Regions from separate parts of the Pan troglodytes genome. Here region 1 is linked to region 2. A link is a contact called in public Hi-C data. All regions are on one chromosome and are shown on one strand. Each heading gives the region's core, a stretch centred on a gene start, on an enhancer-like site or on the middle of the called end of the contact. The rest is flanking DNA. Distances are from core to core; before and after follow the strand shown. Region 1 has its middle 13 kb from the start of ACBD6. Region 2 holds the start of IER5 (immediate early response 5).

Region 1 (3,338 bases), core at 368-2,867, 560 kb after region 2:
CGCCATTGTACTCCAGCCTGGGCAACAAGAGCGAAATTCCATCCCCGCCCCCCAAAAAAAGAAATATGGGAAATCTGAATACAAAGGACTGCATTCTAGATGATATTTGTCAATTTTCTTAGGTATGATAATGTCATATTATGGCTCTATAATAGAATTTATTTTTAGAAGATACATACTACAGAATTCAGGATTGAAATATCATAATGTCTGCAACTTATTTTCAAGTCATTTATCAAAAATATTGGTAGATAGATAATGCAAATGTGGCAAAATGTTAACAATTGTTGAATTCAGGAAGTGAGTTCAATATGAGTGATCATTTACTATTCTGTCAACTTTTCTATATGTTTGAGAATTTTCATAATGGTTTATTTAAAAAAACAAGTTATCATGAAAAAAACATCAGAAGCAGAAACATCAATATTCAGGCCAATTAAAAGAACCAGTGTTCTGTGTGTGTGTGTGTGTGTGCGTGTGTGTGTGTGTGATGGTATATCTGCCTGTAAGGTTTAAAGTGCTGTCACTTCAAAGCCATATTTGATGCACTCAAATAAACGTTACTATTTTCTTGACTCATCTGGAGGATGAGGGAAAAGAGCTTTAATTCTACAGCCAAAATAACGGCCTAAAGGTATTCATAGTCATATGACATTTGAAGCAATAGAAATTTAAAACTTATAATCAGACTTCAACCAGAAAAATAAATGGGTAATTTTATTTTTAATCTAAAGACATTTTTTGAATGTCTTCAGAACCATTTGAATGTTATTTCCTGTTCTTAAGGTAAAATAAACAAAATTGTTTATATCTGATTGTGTATGCCTGACCAGATTTTCTTGATGATAAAAACCATTCCCAGCTTTTGAAGACTGATGTCTGATTAACTCTTTCAAACATAAATGCCACAAAATTAATCAAAGCTGTGGTTTTTTCCCAGGATGATACTCAGCTGTGGACATTAGTATCAACAAAGAAGGGATATTTTGATGAATACAAACTTAAAGAAAATTTAGCATATAAAAAATTTTAGTTTTTAGTATATTTTCATTTGCAGTTTTTAAACTTTAGTAAACATATGTTAACATATACATGCTAAACATTTCATCTTCTTGTGCATATTTTAGAATGTCAATTTTAAATTTAAAGTTCCCCAAAATATTTGGGAGAAGAGGGTGAGGCACAGGAACTGGGGAATGGTAAAAATGTTAATATATACATAAGGAAAGAAAATCCAAACAAAAGCAAAAACAACAATCCAAAGGGAGTAATGATGTAGGTTCAGAGCTAAGTTGATCTCAGCCTATACTGTATGACCCTTATTTCTCATTGTTACAACATTCAGAATAGTAAGTGGACTTGTCAGAGCATGTTTTTTAAAACCAAGCACATCTTAACAAAGCCTGTTTTCGTCTTTACTCTCAGTTCCTGGGTTCTAAGTCTAAAGAAGAAACACAATTAGGGTTTGGCTGCTGTTTAAAATAAAGATATAATTACATAAACAATTTGTTCCATTTACTGTGCCATACAACGTGCAAGGCCTCTCTTTCCTAAGCCTAAGGACCCAAAGAACAAAGATAATCCAGCCAGCCCGTTACACGGGCAGAACCCAAACCTAGCTCCATGCCGCCATCATCTGGTCAATATGTATATTCCACTTGCACTCCGGCAGTGCCCAGAAGACGATGGATATCCGGAATCCTGAACCACCCAGAGTGGAATTCAAACTCACGGGACTCATTTTTCATGCAAAGAAATTATATTTTATGAAGGCACAATATAAAATTATATATTCTGTCTTACTGAGGCCCTTTGTTCTTCAAACCAGTAACTGAAACCAGAAAAATATTGCAGAAATGGATAAAAAAATTTCAGTTTCTTAGCTTCAAGTTCAGGGAGACTTTCCTTAAAGATCTTTACTTCAGGCCAGGTTCAGTGGCTCATGCCTGTAATCCCAGTGCTTTGGGTGGCTGAGGCGGGAGCATCGCTTGAGGCCAGGAGTTTAAAGTTACATTGAGCTATGATCTTGTCACTACACTCCAGTCTGGATGACAGAATGAGACCTTGTCTCTAAAAAAAAAAAAAAAAAAAAACTTTACTGCAAATGCATCTGCAAATAGTTCAATAGCACCTTCTGCCAATTGAGCAGAATGTGTTTTAGTAGATATGAAAGGCCCACACTCCTTAGAAGACCTGGGAGTTAGATCCACTTGGTCACTCACCTAAATGTAAGGCCTAAGGCAAGTCACCTAATATTTAGGGGCCTCTTCTGGAAAATAATGGGGCTCAACTGAGACCTTTTTATGGAGAGGATATCCAGCTTAAAAAATCCTATTATTATTTAACTTCAGTTTGTACCACAAAATTTAGTACTTAATTTTAGTCTTGCTGGATTTTCTAATTGTATCATGAGCACTAATTTTGTTTTTCCAACTAAAATTTAGGTTACTTAATGGCAAGGATGATATCAGACTCCCCAGTCTGTGTACTTTTTACTGTATTACATTACCTGAAAGATCAGTATCAGCATTTAACAAGTTATTGTTGATTAATTTTTAGAAAGTCAAAATATGAAAATTTAAAAATATATTTACTAATAAATACACACTGAACACATTTAATATAATAGCTACTGCATTTACAGCAACAAAAATGTTGCAAATGTGGACAGAAGTCAGCTAGCCACTATGCCCTTAATTGAGTCCACCAATTTTGCCTTCCTCAGTGGTTCCATACTTATCAAGCACAATGAAATCTCTTCAGGACTGGTGTCTAAGAGAATGCTAGGCTTTTATAATCTAATCCTATTTGGCTTTGTGGCATTTGATTTACCCCTATATTTGTATCATGTAATGATAAATAACATCTCTAAAGTCAGTTTGTAAACCCACAAACGCATTTCCCAGAAGTCTTTCTTATTCATGCTGGGTTAAGTTGTCCATCATCATCAAACAGCCTCTGCTGAGGGGGTTTCAAAGTTAATGACATTTCCATTTCCCCCTCCTCCTCCCCTCCTCCTCTTCCTCCCCTCCTCCTCCTCTTCCTCCCCCCCTCCTCCTCCTCTTCTTCCTCCTTCTCTCTGAAACCTGTCACCCAGGCTGGAGTGCAGTGGCATTATCACAGCTCACCGCAGCCTCCACCTCCTGGGCTCAAGAAATCTTCCCACCTCAGCCTCCAGAGTAGCTGGGACCACAGGTGCATCCCACCACGCCCAGCTAATTTTTGTATTTTTTGTAGAGACAGGGTAGCGATATGTTTCTCAGGCTGGTCTTGAACTCCTGGACTCAAGCGATCCACCCATCTTGGCCTCCCACAGTGCCGGGATTACAGGCATGAGC
Region 2 (3,695 bases), core at 779-3,278:
AAAGACTGGAGTCACCATATCTACAAAACCATAAGGTCTTTCCACTTCGGGCTTCTGTCTGTAAACTCTCATTTAACACTTTTTAAAAGCACTGTGTAGTACTTCTGACCTAGAGCTTTTAAAAATATATCTTTTCTCTATAAACTCCATTATTTCCAAGCTTGAACTCTTCTGTGAAGTTCGTCAAGCTTTTTCTCCCCTGCGGGGAAGCAAAGGACCGTTAATACGCCCCTTTCCTAGAGTAATCACAGGATATAAACGTTTCTTCATTGGGAGAGAAAGGTGGGGAGGGACAGAAGGAATCCAAGTCTGTGCTCTTGGCTAAATCCCTCTCGTCTTAGGAAATCCTGTGCGGAAACGCCACTCCTGGCCCTGAAGCGGGTCTAGCTTTCCGGTGAGGGGTGGGTGTAAAGTCCCTCCCTCCCCGGAGAACGAATGGGGAACTCCCCGACCCAAACCTTTTAGCCGCTTCCTTCTCCACGCAGCCGGCAGAGGAAAGTCCCTGTCTGCCCCCAATCTCTTAAACCCTGGGGAAGGAGTGGTGCATTCCAGAAGAGCAAAATAGTCTTAATGCCACAAGACAAACTTACATACACAGACATACACAAACACAAAAGTTAACGATCGTCCTCTTCCAATGAGCCTCAAGCTCCCAGGTCTCCAGATAAGCCAGATGCGCCCGGGGGCAGTTTGCGATGCCCAGAGGCAACCAGTCTGCCCAACGCGCTCAGCGCCCGCGGTCTCTGGGCGTCCTCGCAGCCGGGAAGGGCCTGGCCCTCACTTCGGGGACGCCCGCTGCTCCACCTCCTCCCCGCAGGGGGGCCAAGGGCTCAGAAAGCCACGATGGCTGTGCTCCAGGGGTTCATGTCTCTCAGCACCGGCTTATCGCAGCAGATCTGCCCGGGCTCGGCGGCTTCCGGACCGCTCTCCTCTCCCTCCTCTTCCTCCCTGCCGCCCCCGGGGCTTTTCCGTAGGAGTCCCGAGAAACTGGAACCGAAGATGCTGATGAGGTTAGCCACGTTCCCGGTCTCCATCTCCTCCGCGTCGTCGTCCTCTCCTCCACTCGGCGGCTGCTCTAAGTTCCGGCGGGGCTTCTTGAGCGGGGTCGAGCCGGGCGCCGGGCAGCCCGCTGGGCCGCCGCCCACCCCCGCCGCGCAGCGCTTCCTGGGGCACACCGCGGGCGGCGCGGGGGGCTCGTCCTCGGCTGGTCGCGGCGCGCAGCAGCAGGCAGCGCGGGGGGTCGCGGCCGGTGTACCCGGCGGGTCCTCCCCGCCTAGGGGGCAGCCGCAGGGGCGGCGCGCGGCACGAGATACCTCAGGAAAGACGCCCCAGCCTCCGGCGGTACCCTCGGCTTCTCTGGCTGCCGCCTGGCGCGGCCCCTCCACGCGGCTCCAAGCAGCTTCCGTCGCGTCCGCCTCTCCGCCCTGAAAAACGTCCCCGACTCCAGTCACCGTGGCCACCGGCACCTCGTCCCCTACCCGCGGCGCGTCTGAGACGGAGGAGCGCTCCGGCTGCGGCTCGGTCTCCGGCCAAGAGGCACGAGCGGCGGGCGGGGGCGGCTCTCCCCAGCCGGCGGGTGGCCCGGCCGCCGGCTCCCCGGGCTGCTGCTGCGGTGGCGGTGCCGGGGTCCCAGCGGGACCGGCCAGGTAGAGGCCGGGGCACGGGTCGCTCAGGTAGACTTGGCGGGCGCTGCGCAGCACCAGCGAGACCAGGAGGTTCTTATGCAGCTTGATGCCGCCGCGCTGGACCCGCGAGTTGTAGATCTTGCCCAGAGAGATGCTGACGATGCGGTGAGCCTCCAGCTTGAACTCCATCCTGCTTCCCCTGCACAGGGCCGTCGGCGCCGGGGTGACACGTTTGGAAATTGGGAGGGAACGGGAGGCGCAAACAAGTCCGCCCCCTGGGCACACCCTCGATCACCTAAGACTCCGAAGAGAAACGACTCTGGTGACGCGCGCGCAGATCTACTAACCTCTCCACACAAGACAACTTCCCCGTTTCGGGTCCGGTCGCTAAACAGGGCAGCCCGGCAGCCTCGCGTCTTATATAGGCTCCTCGACCGCCAATCACGAAGGGCCGCCAACCGTTCCGGGGCTGGCCGGCGCGCCCTCGTGCGCCGCGCACGGCCAATCGGAGCCCGAGGAGGGGCGCCAGGGCCCGTTCGAACGTTAGTCCCGCGGAGCAGGCTCTTAAAGGGGGCGACGGCTTGCGGCCGCAGACCAGGCCCGTGGGGAGTGAATGTTGGGGACGGTGCTCGAGAGCGCTACCGTTTGGAGTTACAGATTCTGGCTTGTGCGATGGCTTGCCGGAACCAAAGCGAACAAAATATTCGAACTTTCTTCCGAACACGGTGGTGGACTCTGTTCTGCCATAAAGTCCTGATCCTTCCCGGATCGACTCCGCCCTCACCAGCCACGCCACCGTTTCCAGGCCGGCCACACCTGTAAGCGACCCCCCTCAACCCTGGCAAAAATAGAGATGGTGGCCATACGCGGCGGAGGACACCCCTGGATAACAAATAGTATTACTGCAAAGTATTTGGCAATCATTATTTTTGGATGAGCCGCTTTCCCCGCTAGAGTCACATACACTCTTAGCAGCTGTCAGTTCTAACCCCAAAGGAAAGGGGGATTCCAGAAGTTTTTGGCTAGGTTTTTGGCTTCTTATCAAGGAATCGTGTCTAGATACAAAGTTATTGGTTGTCCTCTAAAGCTGGCATCTTTCACTTTGTTCTCTAGATTCTAGAACAAACCCAGTTATCAAATAAGTTAAATGGAAGATGTTACAGGTTCTCCACAATGATTTTTTTTCCTTTTTTTTTTCATTTCCATTTTTCCATTACAAGGACTGACCCAGTCCACCCTTGGAAAAATCGAGCAAGTTCTGAAAATAAAAAGAAAGAAGTCCTGTGTTCCCATGATGATGTCATAATTTCATTTCGTGTCAAGGTAAAAATATAGTGCTAGGGAGTTCCAGAATTTTCTGGTCAGTCAACAACTTAGTCCATCTACTGGTCCTTATAAGTATATCAGGACACAATTACCACGGGGTTGCCCAGGGTCCTGGACTGGAAACATGGAGTCACTTCCAGTTAGTTCCACCGAAGCTCCACCACAGACCTGCCTGAGGACTCTGGGTAAATAACCTCAGGCCGCTTCAATGTCTCCACTGCTGAAAAGGGGGAAGTCACATACACATCTGCTTTATTGTACAGACGATAAATGACAACTTCTCAGCCACAATCTGAATGAGAAAACTAAGCACTGCTTTCTTGGAGTCCATGTGGAACCCTGGGCCTGATCCTGCCCCGGGGTTGGTCAAGCAATGAATTTATTTAGGAAAAATACCAGTGAAGAGTGGGCTTGATCATGACCAATTCACAATCTCCAGAGGATGTGATGGCTCAATAGCATTACCTGTGCCCACAACTGATGGTAACTGAGACAGCAGGCTCTGAGACCCAGAGTTCCTCCCCTCTAGGAATTTTCAGCCCACGTAGAGGAAGAGATAAAATAATGACACAAATAATTACAAAACCAAATAGCATATATTGAGTAATGACGCAAGAATTTTTCTCTTCTCTTTTTCTTTGCAAGTTATTAGTCACTATAAAGCAATGGCTAAGAGCACAGGCTGAGGAGGCTGGCTTCCTAGGTTGGAATCCCAGCTTCACCTTTCACTTGCTGCATGGCCTC

Evidence for each region. A called contact is a pair of places that touch in the nucleus more often than the background predicts.
Region 1: a Hi-C map of stem cell-derived neural progenitor cells shows a contact between it and region 2, with 8 times the contacts expected there. The contact joins the enhancer-like site here to the promoter of IER5 in region 2. A contact is called at or near these places in 1 of 7 Hi-C or Micro-C datasets (stem cell-derived neural progenitor cells) and 1 of 1 datasets of contacts at active chromatin or transcription factors (stem cell-derived excitatory neurons).

Annotation. Positions count from the first base shown.
Region 1 is chr1:68,606,449-68,609,786 of NHGRI_mPanTro3-v2.0_pri, forward strand. No RefSeq gene overlaps it. Among named protein-coding and RNA genes, the nearest start is that of ACBD6, 13 kb to the right of the region's middle. Within about 2 kb of position 1,618, at least 2 of the 24 cell types and tissues checked have an H3K27ac peak or open chromatin away from gene starts, as enhancers often do. A contact at or near this core is called in stem cell-derived neural progenitor cells, where this site is marked.
Region 2 is chr1:68,045,251-68,048,945 of NHGRI_mPanTro3-v2.0_pri, forward strand. It overlaps IER5 (immediate early response 5), which reads right to left and starts at 2,029. Exons shown (of 1, transcript XM_016933680.3): 1 at 1-2,029. The coding sequence starts at 1,814. The coding sequence ends at 831.